Regions from separate parts of the Bos taurus genome. Here region 2 is linked to region 1. A link is a contact called in public Hi-C data. All regions are on one chromosome and are shown on one strand. The core of a region is the stretch at or near the end of the contact, and the rest is flanking DNA. Distances in the headings are between cores, read along the strand shown.

Region 1 (3,838 bases), core at 1,291-3,790:
GCCTGGAGAATCCCAGGGACAGAGGAGCCTGGTGGGCTGCCGTCTATGGGGTTGCACAGAGTCGGACATGACTGAAGTGACTTAGCAGCAGCAGCAGCAGCAGCCTATCCTTTCTCCAGCGGATCTTCCCGACCCAGGAATTGAAGCAGCATCTCCTGCATTGCAAGCAGATTCTTCACCAGTTGAGCCACCAGAAAAGCTATTTTCTCTATATTATGGGCATACAACTAGTTTAAGTCCTTATACTTACAAACAAATTTACAAATTAAATTAATGAACTACATTTACAAATGTATAAATTAAATGCAAAAAAACTACAATGTCAACAATATTGCAATATCCTTATTTTAATTTGAGAGATGATGTTGTTTGCTGAAACAAAATCACCCTTCAGGACATGAATATGGTACCAGTGATGGTTTTTATCTTGGAGGTGTAGGCCACTCATAATTTGCAATGACTCAAACAAAACTTATTTCTTTTTCTGAACCACAGACAAACCTCCGTTAGTGAGGCATGCTGTCACTTTTCTTCACTAAAATTAACGACACTTGTTGCCTGTTCAGTCCAGGTCTGTTCTTTACTTATTAGTCCCAAAGAAAGTTGAACTAGTCTCATAAAACATAAACAGAAGTACTACTGAAAATATCTCTGGTGGTCCTCAGGTGAGGTCTATCAGCTCAGTAAAAAGTGATCCTTGAATTTGTCAAACACCCTAGGCTTCAAGGAGGGATGGATTGGGAGTCTGGGATTAGCAGATGCAAACTATTATATGTAGAACAGATAAACAACAAGGTCCTACTGTATAGCACAGGGAACTACAGTCAATATCCTATGATAAACCCAATGGAAAAGAATATGAAAAAAATGTGTATATATGTATGCTGCTGCTGCTGCTAAGTCGCTTCAGTTGTGTCCGACTCTATGCAACCTCATAGATGGCAGCCCACCAGGCTCTGCCGTCCCTCGGATTCTCCAGGCAAGAACACTGGGGTGGGTTGCCATTTCCTTCTCCAATGCATGAAAGTGGAAAGGGAAAGTGAAGTCGCTCAGTCATATCCGACTCTTAGTGACCCCATGGACTGTAGCCTACCAGGCTCCTCCGTCCATGGGATTTTCCAGGCAGGAGTACTGGAGTGGGGTGCCATTGCCTTCTCCGTATATATGTATAACTGAATCATATCACTGTAGAGCAGAAATTAACGCACTGTAAATCAACTATACCTCAATAAAATAAATTAAAAAACAAAACCTCTAGAATGTATAACACAAAGAACAAACCCTAGTAGAAAGTATGGACTTTAATTAATAATAATGCACTGATGTTGGCTCAACAAATGAATGTGCTACACTAATGTAAGATATTAGTCATATGCAAACTGGAGGTGGAGGAGTCAGGGGGTATAGGGTATGTCTATACTTTTCACTCAATTTCCCTGTAAACCTAAAACTGATCATAAACAGAAAGTTTACTAAGTAGAAAAAAATGGTCACTGTAGCATGTTTACATATTCATTCTCTTTCAGTTGTTGTCTAAATGAAAAGACAAAAATTTGCACATCTCATTTAGAATTCATAGCCCTCCAAAAATATGTTTGCATGTTCCAGGCTCCTCACCATGGTTCAAGGAGTGCTAAAATCAGGGGTTCGGGAATGGAGTGGGGTATTCTGAAAAGCCATTAGAACTCTTTTCTTCAAAGTGTCCCAGAAAATGTCTTGAAGGTTGTCTTTCAAAGATGTTCTTCTGGGGATATTTGTTTTTGGAGAGAGGTTAGAACACATGATCTCTAATTCCAAGATTATATAATTTTAGTTTTTATGAAGATGTAACCCTCAATTAATTTGCTTTTAGTTCTATTTTTCACAGACTGCAGTGGCCCAATGCCAGAACAATAATGTGCTTGAACTTCTGGCTTTCTAAGTCTTTCTCCTAATTCCCACAAGCCTGTCCAAATAGCAACAATTTCATCTAGGCCAACCAATTGTCAATTTTCGGTCCTGGGAAAGAATAACTAATAAACCCCACTTCATTCCAGCAAACCCAGATCACATTCCTTTCTGATGGCTTATCGCATTCCACTCTGAGCTGAGTTCCATAGTTCTAGCTGCACTTGACATCTTTGGGCAATGCTCTTCCTAACTTTTCTCTTAGAGAAACCCTAGAAAACCTTTATATTCGTTATTCCCTATGGAAAATATTTCCTTCCAGAAATCTGAGGCTAGATTTATAGAGGACTCCTGTAATTCTAAACATAAACACGTTATTGAATTCACATGTGTACTTCTTTGTTTAGTTTTAGCAAACAGCAATGGCACATTACAAGCTGGAACATCTTGGGCATTGAGAAAGTAAAAAAAACCTTCTGCAACGTGTTCACTGGATCTGAATATTCAATTTTTTCAACTGGGGTAGAATAGTTTTCCATTTGAAAGTAAGTAAGAGGGATCCTAGTCATAAGCATGGGTGTCTAAGGGAGGAGTAGACACCCACGATTTCTGGCTCCTGTCTATCTCTCTCTCCTGTCGCATTACATCAGACTGCTCACACTTCTGATGTGATTTCCAGCAAAGATGGCTGGCTGAGGCACGGCTTTTCAATGCCACCTACTGTCTGCCCCAAGAACTGCATTAACATCTCAGACGTCCTGGTCCAGAATCCATGATGGATTCAACCCTCCCAATTGCAGCAAGAGATGTATTGGAATAAAAAGAAAGAATAAAATGGAAGAGGAAGTGAACAGTCAAAGATTCTGGGGAATAAGCCTGAAAAATGAGGCGGCAAGGAAAACCTGTCTCTATTTTGCTATTTCCAAAAGGGAACCCTTATTTATAAAAGGTTACAATCAAACTCAAATAGGGGTGAGTGATGTTTCCAGTGTAGTAAGATCTAGTAATTACTCTCAAGTTGAATTAAAAGCAGTCATTTGATAACTTACCCATTGAAGGATGAAAAACATCCTTCTTTTAATATTGCTATCCCAGTGTGTTCCCTGTCTGAAAGCTATCACAAGGTATTTTTGAACACAGTAACAAGTTAAAAGAAAGACAAAACATGCCTCCCTAAAGTGTTGAGACTCTTCTTTTTTCACTTGAGTGGTAATTATTTTTTCTCATACTTTCACCAGTTTCAGGAAAGGGTGGGTTAGAGTCAGGGGCTTCCTGAAACTTTTTAGAACAAAAATTCTAATTCAGTGTGTTCAGAGGGGCCCCGTGAGAATCGTGTTTTGGAACATACCGACCCCATGTGGTATTATCTTTGCCAACTTTGCAGTTTCGTGTGAGATTTATTTTTAATCTTTAACAAAGCATGCCTGTGTTTATCTTAACTTACGAAAAAAGCGTAATCGTTTAAAACAAAACTTTTAAAAATAATTAAATATACAATGAATGCTGAAACATAAAAGTCAGACAGAATGTTACCTTAACAAGAAAGAGCTTCCTAAAGATCAAAGGATTGCTGTTTGTTTTATTTGCTTAAGTAACCAGTACTTTCACTTTAAGGGATTCAGTGGCTATTTGAAGGAGGCTAGGAGGTCTCCATTGCCCAACCCCCACCAAGATAAAGGCTTCCCACCCCTCACATTGAGAGCTGGGAACTTTACTTATTGACACTAAAAATATATTCTTCGTGTTTAGAATGGAATGCTGAGATTTGATTGAAGACAGTACATGAATCAAGTGAATGGCATTTGGGGGGCATGTCTTTCAATCTTACTTAGAGGTTTTGGGGAAAGACCATCTTTTGAGCTTGCCTTCTGTGTGTGTGTGTGTGGCCATATGTCATCATTATAGCACTGAGGAGGTGCTCTATGACCATCCTGGAATGCAGTGCTTCCAA
Region 2 (4,395 bases), core at 708-3,207, 130 kb before region 1:
TTCCTCAGTCTGAAAGCCCTGATGAAGTTTAGAAATTAGGTAGCTGATTATCTTACAGGGAGACAGCTGTGCACCCTGGGGAGAAGCCTGTGTGGTTTGCAAAGTCCTCATTAGCAATTAGAAACCCGAGCAGCTGATAGAACGTTTCCTATACACGCAGGTGAAGACATTCTCACCATGCCAATGTTTCTCTCCCGCTTTCTCCCTATAACACATATGTATAAAAATGTTTTTTTTTTTTTTAATTCACAAAAGAGTTCCAAGATTTCTGCCTCATTTAAGTAAAATGAAGAGGAATCATAAGAGAATCTCACTTGCGGTTCAGGAAAGCTTCCACGGATCTAAGCTGCTTTTAACCACGAACAGAGCTATCCTTTGCTAGTTTTTGAAACAAAATAAATCTGTGTGAAGCAGAAAATCCAATAAACCATATACATTTTCCTCCATGTTTTGGATTCACAGTAATTTACCTAGATTTACTTTTACATAATAGACAGATGGACTTCATGTAATTAAAACGCTCCAAGCAATTATATTTCAAAATATCGTGACTTTGCAAACCCCCAAATGTATTTTTGAGGTAAAAAAGCAGTACTCCACTCAATATAGTTGTTTTAGCAACACTTCCAGTTTAGAGCGCGTTCTCTCCAATTACGAATCCGTTTTGCCTGTCGGTTTAACAGTTTCATCCATCTAACTGGAAGCATTACTTGTTATTTAGAAACTGAAGGATTACTAGTCTTCCCACTGAGAAAGAATATTTAACTGTTACTACCTTTTGAGTTTAACAAACATTAAAAAATATATATGCCAGCCCTCTCGCTTTCCTTCTCAAGAATCTTTGCAATAACTTATTTTATGTTACTGCATTTTAGTTCACACTGTATCTTTGCCCCAGGACGATTAAAAGCCAGGCGCTCCAAAACCTGGCTCCCTGCGCCCACCGAGGCTGAACTAGGGATCTTGGCCACTGAGCCGAAACGGCGAGTTCGAGCCCCTAAATGCCCTAGAGTTTTGGCGCCCCGCTGGGGGCTACCTCCACACTAACCCGGGGGCAACCTTCTGGTCCCGCCGCCAGTTTCCCCAACACCGGGCAAAGGCGCGGACCTCACCGATTCCTCAAATCGCATCTTTTGTTCCAAATCGTTTCCTTTCAGAACTTAAAAAACTAGACTTGCAATTCTGAAACTTAACTGGATTTGGGTCCTCAACTGCCGTCGGCGGTCAAGGTCACTCAGGTCAGCGACCTGGGCGAGTAGACCCCTGGCCGAGTTTCCACTCCGGTTGGCTGCGCGCAGCGCGCTCAGGCGCCGCGAGTAACGAGCGGCGGCGAAGAGTCGACGCCGGGGAACGTTCCCCGAGACGCGCGGGCTCGGGAGCCCTGAGTGGCTCGAAGGGTACCAGCCGTCGCCATCTCCTGGGATCTGTGTGCTCCCGCCGGGCACGCGATCCCCTCCCCAAGGGCTCACCTCCTTCCCTCGGGAGACGCTACGTCGCCGTCAGTGCCCAACATCGCCCAGCCCCCGGGCAGCCTCGCAGGCATCCTCGGAGCCGCTGTTCCGGGGGGACCCCGGCGGACCCGGCCAGGCCCTCTGGGAACAGGCTCTGGATGTCTGGCAGGTCCGAGCTCACGGCACTCCCTGAGCCCAGAACCGGGGTGGGGGTCAGTTGGCTTGCGGGAGGTCTCCAGGCGCCAAGGGGCCGCCTCAGCGCGGAGCCGAGCGCGGCGATGCTCGCGGACCCCAAATAGCGGCTCTCCGGGGGCGCCCACCCCGACGGCCCGCCGGAGGAGAAAGGACGTCACGGCCCCAGGCGGCTAAACCGCAACTAGTGTCCCGATCCCCTCGGAGCCCTGTCCCCAACCCGCCCGGGGGGTGCCCGGCCGCGCCTCACCTGTGAGCAGCAGACCGCCAAGCAGCGCGCACAGCAGGACCCCGGTGTCCCAGCAGCTGACCATGGTGAGCGCGACGCGGCCTGCTCGCCCGGTGCCCGCGCTCCTAGCTGGCGCCCACCGCAGCCGGTTCCTTCTCGCTCCGCCGCCGCCGCCGGCCCTGCTCCCCGGGCGCCCCTCTCCGCAGCCCCAGCAAGAGACAGCCACTTCCCCCGGTAATCCTCGGAGCCCGGCGTTCTCTGGCCGTTGAGTTCCAGCCCCGGGGCCGGTTCCGAGCCGCCGCCGCCGCCGCCGCCTGGGAGGAGCCAGGAGGAGTGTCGCTCCGGCGCGCTCCGAGCCTCCACCGGACCTCGATGAAGAGGAGCCGAGGGCGGGGGCGATTTTTAACCTTTCCCCTGCCCACTTCCTACCCCGGCACCTCCTTCCAGTGACGTCAAGGGGTCCCCCACCCCTCATCCGCCTCCCCACCTACCCTCTTCCTCCGGGACCTGACTCCCTACGGCTCGGGAGTGGGCGGGGGCCGCGGCGGGCGGGGGCGGGAGCGCGCGTGGGGAGGCGCGGGCGGCGGCGCCCCTGGGGCACCGACCTGCAGGTTCAGGGTCCTGGCTCCGGGCTCCTGCCCCTCTCCCCTCCTCCTCCCCTTCGCTCTCAGGAAATCCTTGCTGTCTCTCTCCGCCCGGCTTACTCAGCCCTGGGGGCCGCCCGAAGCTGGGAAGGGGACGGGGCTGGCCCTCCACTGCCCGGCTCCGGGGGCGGAAAGTCCGACCCTGGGAAGCGAGCCGCGCCTCCGAGACGGTGTCCTTGGCACGGAGGGGCGAGGCGCAGGCAGGCTCCCTCCCCGTTTCCATGCTCTTACCGCGCCGTCCCGCCGCCCGCCCCCTCCGCCCCCGCGACTCCCCCGACTGTCCCCAGACATCTAGGACGGCGCCGGACACCCTGGGCACAGGGGTCCGCGTCAGGAACGCCCGCGGGACCCGACGCTTGGCTGGCACCTTCGAGATGACCGCGAAGCCGCCGGGGTCCCTGGGGAGCGCGTCAGTGTCTTCGGCCTCACAGATGAACCCGCCCAAGTCATTTCCTAAACCCGCCGCTTCTAGAAGCAAAACAAGCAATAACATTACGATACCTTTTCAAAGGCTGAAACGTGAAGCTGCTCCTGCAACGTTCAAGGGCCGAGCGCTTGAACTTGATGAAATGCTCGAAAAGAATCTTTTCTGACGGCAGCTTGCTCCGCAAGGCGAGTGACTCCACTGCTCTTCGAACAAAACCCAGTGAAATTAACATGAGGCACTAAATCATTTGGGATGACACTAATTCCACCTTGTTCCCCAATTATGTCTCCATTACCTCATAGGCTGATACGGTCCCAGGCTCCACGGAGCAGCCCAGTCTTGCCCCTGTAAATACCGCTGGTTTGAAAAATACTTCTATTGGAACTGCCAGATAGTCACGATAAAAGGAGTGTGAAGGCTCCTAAACCCGGGGCCAGCGACTCTTCCTGAAGGACTGGACGGCCTCCCGCCTGGCAAGGTTAGGCAGACCTGGAGTTGCCACACCTGTAGATGGCAGTGCAAGGAGAGGTCCCCGCCGCGGGCGCTCCACGCGGCAACAGCGCACCGAGCGCTGGGGCGCGGGAGTCGGAGCCCCACGCGGCTCCGAGGAGAGAAAGACCACGCGGAACCTGGGCGCGCCTATCCGCTTCTCCACTTTTGCTGCTTTTCCGGGGCTCCTCTCCCCTCTCCCTGGCTCTTTCTCCTCCCTCAAGCTTGACTTCTTCAAAACCGCAGTATCATTCCGCGAACACTTCGTTAATTACGAATCGCAGGGTTAGAGGCTGATAACTGATCTTTCTTGCGACTGATCCCTCCACCCTCGGTCACAGTCCGGGACACACCTGCAGAGCCAAGGTGTCCCCCTTGCCTCACTTCAGAGCTGCTTGTCCGTCCCATGCTCTATCCCCAGAAGAGGCTCCGCATCGCCCTTCTACAGCGCCTCTTGGAGCCGAGCATCGTGTTAGGGCCCCAAACGCTGAGATGGGAAGATGTCTTCCCAGGGGCTTAGTTCTGGAGAGGAGATTGATGCGTCAAGAGTATACGAACATGACAGTTCGAGGATGCCAGTGCTGGAGGGAGCTTGAGTCCAAGATGGGCACAGAGATGAGGCGGTCTTTCCAAGAGCTCAGGAATGTTTCTTAGGAAAGACACTTAGCTGACTCCGGGGTGGGGTTGTGTGTGTTGGTGGCGGCGGGGTGGGGGGGGGGGCAGTCCATAGGACAATCTATAACAGTTTATTACAACCCTTCAAATGCTATTTGAGACACAACCCTCCACATGCCTGCTGCCAGAAATGAATCTACATCGAGTTTATTTGTGAAGCCAGAAGGGTTATTTGATGGACAGCTGAAACAATTTCATAACCTCAGACGTCCATCAACAATACTAGTATATTGTACATGCTCTGTCGCTCAGTCGTGTTCCCACTGTGCAAATCCATGGACTGTAGCC

The links. A called contact is a pair of places that touch in the nucleus more often than the background predicts.
Region 2: a contact with region 1 is called in a Hi-C map of skeletal muscle, with 4 times the contacts expected there. The contact joins the promoter of FLT1 here to the enhancer-like site in region 1. A contact is called at or near these places in 2 of 11 Hi-C or Micro-C datasets (blastocyst and skeletal muscle).

What each region holds. Positions count from the first base shown.
Region 1 is chr12:31,494,338-31,498,175 of ARS-UCD2.0, reverse strand. All of the region lies in intron 4 of LOC101904156 (a long non-coding RNA gene), which reads right to left. Among named protein-coding and RNA genes, the nearest start is that of POMP, 13 kb to the right of the region's middle. Within about 2 kb of position 2,540, at least 6 of the 102 cell types and tissues checked have an H3K27ac peak or open chromatin away from gene starts, as enhancers often do. A contact at or near this core is called in skeletal muscle, where this site is marked.
Region 2 is chr12:31,622,047-31,626,441 of ARS-UCD2.0, reverse strand. FLT1 (fms related receptor tyrosine kinase 1) reads right to left here and starts at 1,957. Exons shown (of 30, transcript NM_001191132.4): 1 at 1,894-1,957. The coding sequence starts at 1,957.